Regions from separate parts of the Mus musculus genome. Here region 2 is linked to region 1. A link is a contact called in public HiChIP or PLAC-seq data. All regions are on one chromosome and are shown on one strand. Each heading gives the region's core, a stretch centred on a gene start, on an enhancer-like site or on the middle of the called end of the contact. The rest is flanking DNA. Distances are from core to core; before and after follow the strand shown. Region 1 has its middle 64 kb from the start of Adcy1. Region 2 overlaps Adcy1 (adenylate cyclase 1).

Region 1 (3,056 bases), core at 387-2,886:
GTATAAAACTCAGCTCAGCTCCAAACACACAAGAAGAGAGCAGTGGTCTCAGCAGACAGAAAATGAGCAAGAGCAGCATCAGGGCACAGGGATGCTGGTTAACCTGGCCTGGCAGCACTCTTGCAGAATGCATGTTGTTAGACATCATGCAGGTAGTTCTGGAAGATGAGGAACCAGTACAGAGATTGAGAAAGGCTCTCTCTAAATGGCCTTCATAGAATTCATGCTGCTATGATTTGAGTATGAAATCTATTCTATGGATTCACATGTTTGACCACTTGGCCCCCAGCTAGTAGTTTTGAGATGTTGTGGAACTTTATGGAGGTGGAGCCTGACACAGAGGGGTCTTGAGGTTTATATGCAGTCTCCACTTCCTATCTGCTCCCCACTTCCTGTCAGCTCCCCACTTGCAGACTGAGGATGTGTTATCACCAGGTACCACTCGTACCTGCTGCTATGCCCAATCTGCCAGGCATCTCCTCTTAAACTGCCCAAGCCAAAATAAACCCTTCATCCTTTAAGTTGCTTCTTGTCAGGGATTTGGTCACAACATCAAGAAAAGTAGCTCTCCTGGTTAGCTTTCTACTATACGATAAAGACCATGACCAAAAGCAACTTTGTGGAGAAAATGTTTATTAAGCTTGTAGATTGTGATCACAGTCTATTAGCGAGGAAACCAAGGTAAGAACTCAGGGGAGGAACCTGGAGGCAGGAACTTAAGCAGAAGCCATAAAGGAGTATTGCTTATTGAGTAGTTTGCTCTCCATGGCTTTGCTCAGCCTGCTTTCTTATATGACTCAGGACCACTTGACAGGGGTGGTACCACCCAGTGGCCTGAACCCTACCACATCAATCACTAATCAAGAAAAGGCCCTACAGATTTGCCTACAAGCCTATCTGGTGTAATAATTTTCTCAACTGAAGTTCCTCTTCCCAGATGACTCTACCTTGTGTCAAGTTGACAAAAATATACATGCTGTAACTAGACTTGGTCAATGGAAGGCCAAGGTCAAGGCTTATTAAAAAGAAGCCACAGAGGAGTCTGTCTAAAGTATAGCTAAGGAAAGTCTATCACAGCAAAGTTGTATTGGATGGACATGGTATTAGAAGCATAGAATGATATGGAACATATCACTACCTTTCATTCTCTCTGTGTATGTCTATGTCTATGTCTCTGTCTCTCTGTCTCTCTGCCTCTCTGTTTCTCCTTCTCTCTCTCTCTCTCTCTCTCTCTCTCTCTCTCTCTCTCTCTCTCTGTGTGTGTGTGTGTGTGTGTGTGTGTGTGTGTGTGTCTGTGTGTGTCTGTGTGTCTGTGTGTGTCTCTGTGTGTGTGTGTGTGTGTGTGTGTGTCTGTGTGTGTCTGTGTGTCTGTGTGTGTGTCTGTGTGTGTAAGGCCCTATAACTCAATACTCCACACACATGTTAAAACGTGTAAACTGTGTGGGCTGGTATGAATGAACCTCTCTTGAAGACCTTCAATGCTAAGCTCTATGACTGGGCTCATTTAAAGGGAGCTAAAGCCATAAGGGAGCAGTGTATATAGTGGCCCTGTGTGCAAAGCACCTGCTTCTTCCACAGCCAAAAAGGGCTGAGAGGAGAAAGAGTGGGAGCTGATTCCAAATAGAGGAGGTTGGCTTCAGGGATTAGCATAAACACTCCCAAGTGCTTCTTGATTAGATGAGCCCCCAGCTGGCTTCACAACAGCACTGTGCCTTTGAAAACAAAACACTCCCTAAAAATAGTTGTCTCCTAGGATTTGAGAAGCAATGAGTTTTTGGAGACAAGTTTTCTTGGGTTTCAATAGAATCCCTGCCAGGCCTAACCTAATTTGATGAAAATTCACCAAGTCTCTCTTGGGTAGACTATATCAGTTTGCATCTCTGTTACTGTGATAAAACATTAACCAAAACCAACTTGTGGAGGAAAGGGTTTATTTCATCTTACAACCCCCAGGTCACAATCTATCACTGAGGGAAGACAGAGAAGGAAGCAGAAGCAGAAACAGAAACCATGGGAGAACATAGCTTATTAGCTAGCTTCTCCTGGCTTTCTCAACTACTTTGTTTACATAGCCCAGGCCCACCTGCAGAGGGATTGCACCACCAACAGTAGAATGGACCCTCCCATATCAATCACCAATCAGAAATGTCCCATAGACATGACCACAGACCAATCACATGGAGGCAACTCCTCAATGGGAGTTCCCTCTTCCCAAGGGACTCCAGTTCATGTCAAGTTGAAAGAACTAGCCAGCACATAGTGGGAAGTAGGGCATGGCTAGACAAGCAGACTCCCAGACTGTTTCTGTCCAGAACAATGGTCATAATTCTGAGTACGTTTCTCCTTCAACCTCTATGATTTAGAAAAACAAACTCAGCTTGGAGCAAAACAGATGCAGAGGGGAGCTGGCCAGCCCTGGACATTGTCCCAGGGAGGTAGCAGATCCGTACATGGAGGCCATTTCCACTCCCCCTCTAAAGAAGGTACTTCTGTAACCTTCCCTCCTTTACCTGCCTATTGCTCTTAGATGGACTTTGAGGCTGTGTCCCAAGAAACATGTTCTAATAATACCATAAAGTGGAAAATGCACTAAGAACATCTTACCTTGCAACAACACAGTGTCATAGGCTTCCGGGTGTTACATGCGTTCCCTCATGGCCTCAAAGCTGACTGGGAATATCTGCCATCGTCCAGAATTATAAGAGACGACCAGGAGGAGATCCAAAGTCAGACCCTAAAGTACAGTTTCCACCAAATGCATATAGCATGGAATATTTCAAACCATTGTTAGTTAGGTGTGGACGTGCATATTTTTAACGTTGTTTAAATGGGTGGCAATATCCATCAAGCTCTGAAGACGCATAATGAGGTCCTCATTTGTATGCAGTTGCCAGGCAGCACAGGATAGATAGCTAGCCTTTAAAAGGTGAACTTCTAACATTCTGGTTAAGGACTATTGCATGAGCTATGTGTCCACTGCAAAACCAAAACCCGCTCCTTTGCCTCCACCCTCAGACCATGCCTCCCTCTGGCCAGCTTTCTTATTGGTGGCCTGC
Region 2 (3,047 bases), core at 298-2,797, 130 kb before region 1:
GCGTTTGCCCTGTCCACAAATGTCCCCGAGCTCCCTTGGGCGTTCCAAGTCAGCGGTTCTGGATCCCTGAAAGCTGGGATCTGCCAAAGTCCACATGGCCCCACATGTCTGGCACCCAGCAACTCCTGACAACACTCAGTCTTTCCTGGCAGCTTCTGCCTCTGGTAAATCAAAGCTGGCACCATCGAATCCACAGCACCCCAGAGAGTGTCTTCTAAAGAAACAGATCCAGCTGTTCAGCTGTGGCTCCGCGTGGCTCCCTGTACACAGGCATGTTCTGTCCAAATCCAACAAAACCCTTCACTTCACTTCCCGGACACCAAGATTTCCATATTCCTTTGTTCATCCTACGTGTCTTTCTTGTGTCTGATCTCAGAGATGCTTTTTTATCACAGGTATTTTCTATGAAGGAACAATGCGGTCCTGGCCCTGACCTTCGGTGCTGGGTCCCAATAGGATGAAGCCAACCCTCCCGCCCTCCCAGTACACTGGCTGACATAAAACCCTGAGCAAAGATGAAAGGCCACATCTCTGTTCTGTTCAGCAAGAACCTACTGAGTTCACGCCTCTTGGCCATTCTTCCAAGCACTACAGATGCAGCTGTGTACACAAAGGAAAAAAAAAAAGTAAAAGGGAGGAACGGACACTCTAAAGGGTGATTTGCTGTCAGCTAGGCAGAATTTTTCCAGAAGTGATGACAACGCATTTGCCTGAGGCAACCCCTAGTCTCCATCCTAGCATGATAGAAGAACACAGCAAACACTTTCAACACAATATGTCCAAATGTGCGCCCTGGACTTGTGGGCTCTTAACTGCCCCTCCAGGGCCTTGGCTTCACCATCTATAGGAATGCAATCATCAGCTATAATATACAGGCTAGGAGTCCCCAGGTCCCCTAAACGTTATGACAGATTCTCTGAGGAGAGTGGGATTTTGGGGAAGACACACAGCACCCTCACCCTCCACCCCACAGAAAACTGCTTCTTAAAAATATCCACAAGGCTGACCCTAAAACCCAGACTCCAGTAATTAGACATAGTAATCCTTTAGGTTAGTCTATACTGAGAAACTGTGCCGTGTCCTGCGGCTCACACACACCCAGCTTAAGAAAGAGATACCTGGGCATCCGAACTTCAGCCTGGAGACCACCAGCTACTGACTTCCGGATGGCACAGGCTGTCCTCACCAGCTCAAAGTAGACCTCTTGGGGGATACCTATGAATTTTCCGTTAGCTTACTTCATTGTAGCAGTTGAAAGATACACAACTCAAAAGCAGGGTCACTGCTAGATAAAAATCTATTTAGGAAAAAGGTACACTGAGCCCTTGGAGGGCATGTGGAAGAAGACCGTGGTCATTGTTCCCATCTCACATGTGGCAGCAGGGGCTTCCCTGTGACAGAGACAGACTTGGACAGGCCCGTGGGCAGCACAGCAGAGGGAATCCTGGGGAAATCTGGCAGTGGAGGGCCTCCCTCTTTGGGGATGGCTCCCTCTGTCTGGGGGCTGGTGAGTCAGCCCCTGCAGAGGCTGCTGAAATCCTCCCACTCAGCTACTGCATCCGAGAAACACTCAGTCCTTCGTCACAACCACCGCTTCTCCATTCACAGGCAAAGGATGGAGCATTCCAGGAAAATGAAGCTCACCCCAGGCTGGGAACCAGGAACCTGCCAGCTCCTCTGCAGCCTCTGCAATCAGAGGTCCTGGGATCATTCAGAAAAATGGAGAGGGAGGGGTACAAGTAGAAAACGGAGAGGGCATAGATGACATGAGGGTGAGAAAAGTCCCAGTGACCTCTGCCACAGAAGCCTGTCCTTGTGGGCATCTGGGAGCAGAGCTCAGGAGGGGTTACTCGAATGCCTAAGCATCATAGAAGTCCTTGAGAGGCCCTTCAATAAAGGCCAAGGGTAGCCTCATCATTAGGATGTAGGAGCCGCCTGCCCTGCCAGCCCTGACATAACCGTTGAGGACATGGCTCTAAAACCCTTTTTTCTAGGGTATTGCATTGCAAGGATGTATAATCAAGGAACACAGATGCTCTACAATTTAGCTTAGCAGGTCTCGCTGTCCCACTTTGGGTCCACTCCAGAGCTGTCTATGATTACAAGCCTGGGACAGACCATGCCCTTTACCTCTGAACCAATCAATGAAAAGAAAACAGGCATGTGTGGCCTGAGTTTAAAGGTTAGAAAGGAAAAATTCAGTAAATGTTTGTGTCTATTTTACCCCATAGGTATGAACGGTCTAGGAGGTAAGATAACTAGATGTTTATACAGTCGTTGAAAAGGAAGGGTCCTGATGCTCCAGGCTGGGGAGAAATCAGGACCAGTCTGAGAGCGTTCTATCTGCATCTACATCTGGAGCAATGCTTGTCCTGGCTCTTACAGTTAGGCCTTTCTTCTCTAGGCCGTGCTCCTTTCCTGCCCTAGCCCATCCTGTAGGCACAAGTGTCAAAATGGATTATCACGCTTTCAACAGTCTGCAATCCTGTTGCAGTTACTGCCAGCAAAGCCTCGACTGGACTTAGCAGCTGATCTTGGAGCCCTGACATAGCATTGTCAGGGAATAGTAGCCTACCCACTACCCTTTATCACTGTACCATGAATCTAAGAGATGTGCGGGAAATGGTTCCAGGAAAAAATTCCAGAATCTTCCAATAACCATGCTGGTCTTTGGGTCCAGTCAGAACTCTCCAACCTACAGAAGACCTGTGGCCCCTGAAAATGCTGGCGAGTCCTGGGACTGGGCTACGCTGTCCATCACTCAGGGATCTTTTGGAAAACGAGGTCATTTCAGAATCTACAGAATCCAAGTCCTCTGGCTTCCTCTAGATAATGGGAGCTATTCCCGGTCCAGATGGCTCCAGACAGAAGGAAGATGTAGCTAAGGGCAAAGGCATTGCCCCCACATTGGTACATACAGTGCAAGGCCCAGCATGGCCTCTGCACGTTCGTGTGCTCCAGCATTGACTCCACTCATGCTCCTGACACCACAGTGGTTCCTAGACTCTCCACTCCAAGGTCAAGAAACAAAGACACATGACATTCTG

What was found. HiChIP or PLAC-seq counts read pairs in DNA pulled down with a chosen protein or histone mark.
Region 2: an H3K27ac HiChIP or PLAC-seq map of SST interneurons shows a contact between it and region 1, with 2.9 times the contacts expected there. The contact joins two enhancer-like sites. A contact is called at or near these places in 4 of 484 Hi-C or Micro-C datasets (the HL-1 cell line, myocytes, neural progenitor cells and 1 more) and 3 of 115 datasets of contacts at active chromatin or transcription factors (SST interneurons, heart atrium and kidney).

What each region holds. Positions count from the first base shown.
Region 1 is chr11:6,998,136-7,001,191 of GRCm38.p6, reverse strand. No RefSeq gene overlaps it. Among named protein-coding and RNA genes, the nearest start is that of Adcy1, 64 kb to the left of the region's middle. Within about 2 kb of position 1,636, at least 10 of the 459 cell types and tissues checked have an H3K27ac peak or open chromatin away from gene starts, as enhancers often do. A contact at or near this core is called in SST interneurons, where this site is marked.
Region 2 is chr11:7,133,016-7,136,062 of GRCm38.p6, reverse strand. The region is part of intron 5 of Adcy1 (adenylate cyclase 1); the gene reads right to left. Among named protein-coding and RNA genes, the nearest start is that of Ccdc201, 54 kb to the left of the region's middle. Within about 2 kb of position 1,547, at least 36 of the 459 cell types and tissues checked have an H3K27ac peak or open chromatin away from gene starts, as enhancers often do. A contact at or near this core is called in SST interneurons, where this site is marked.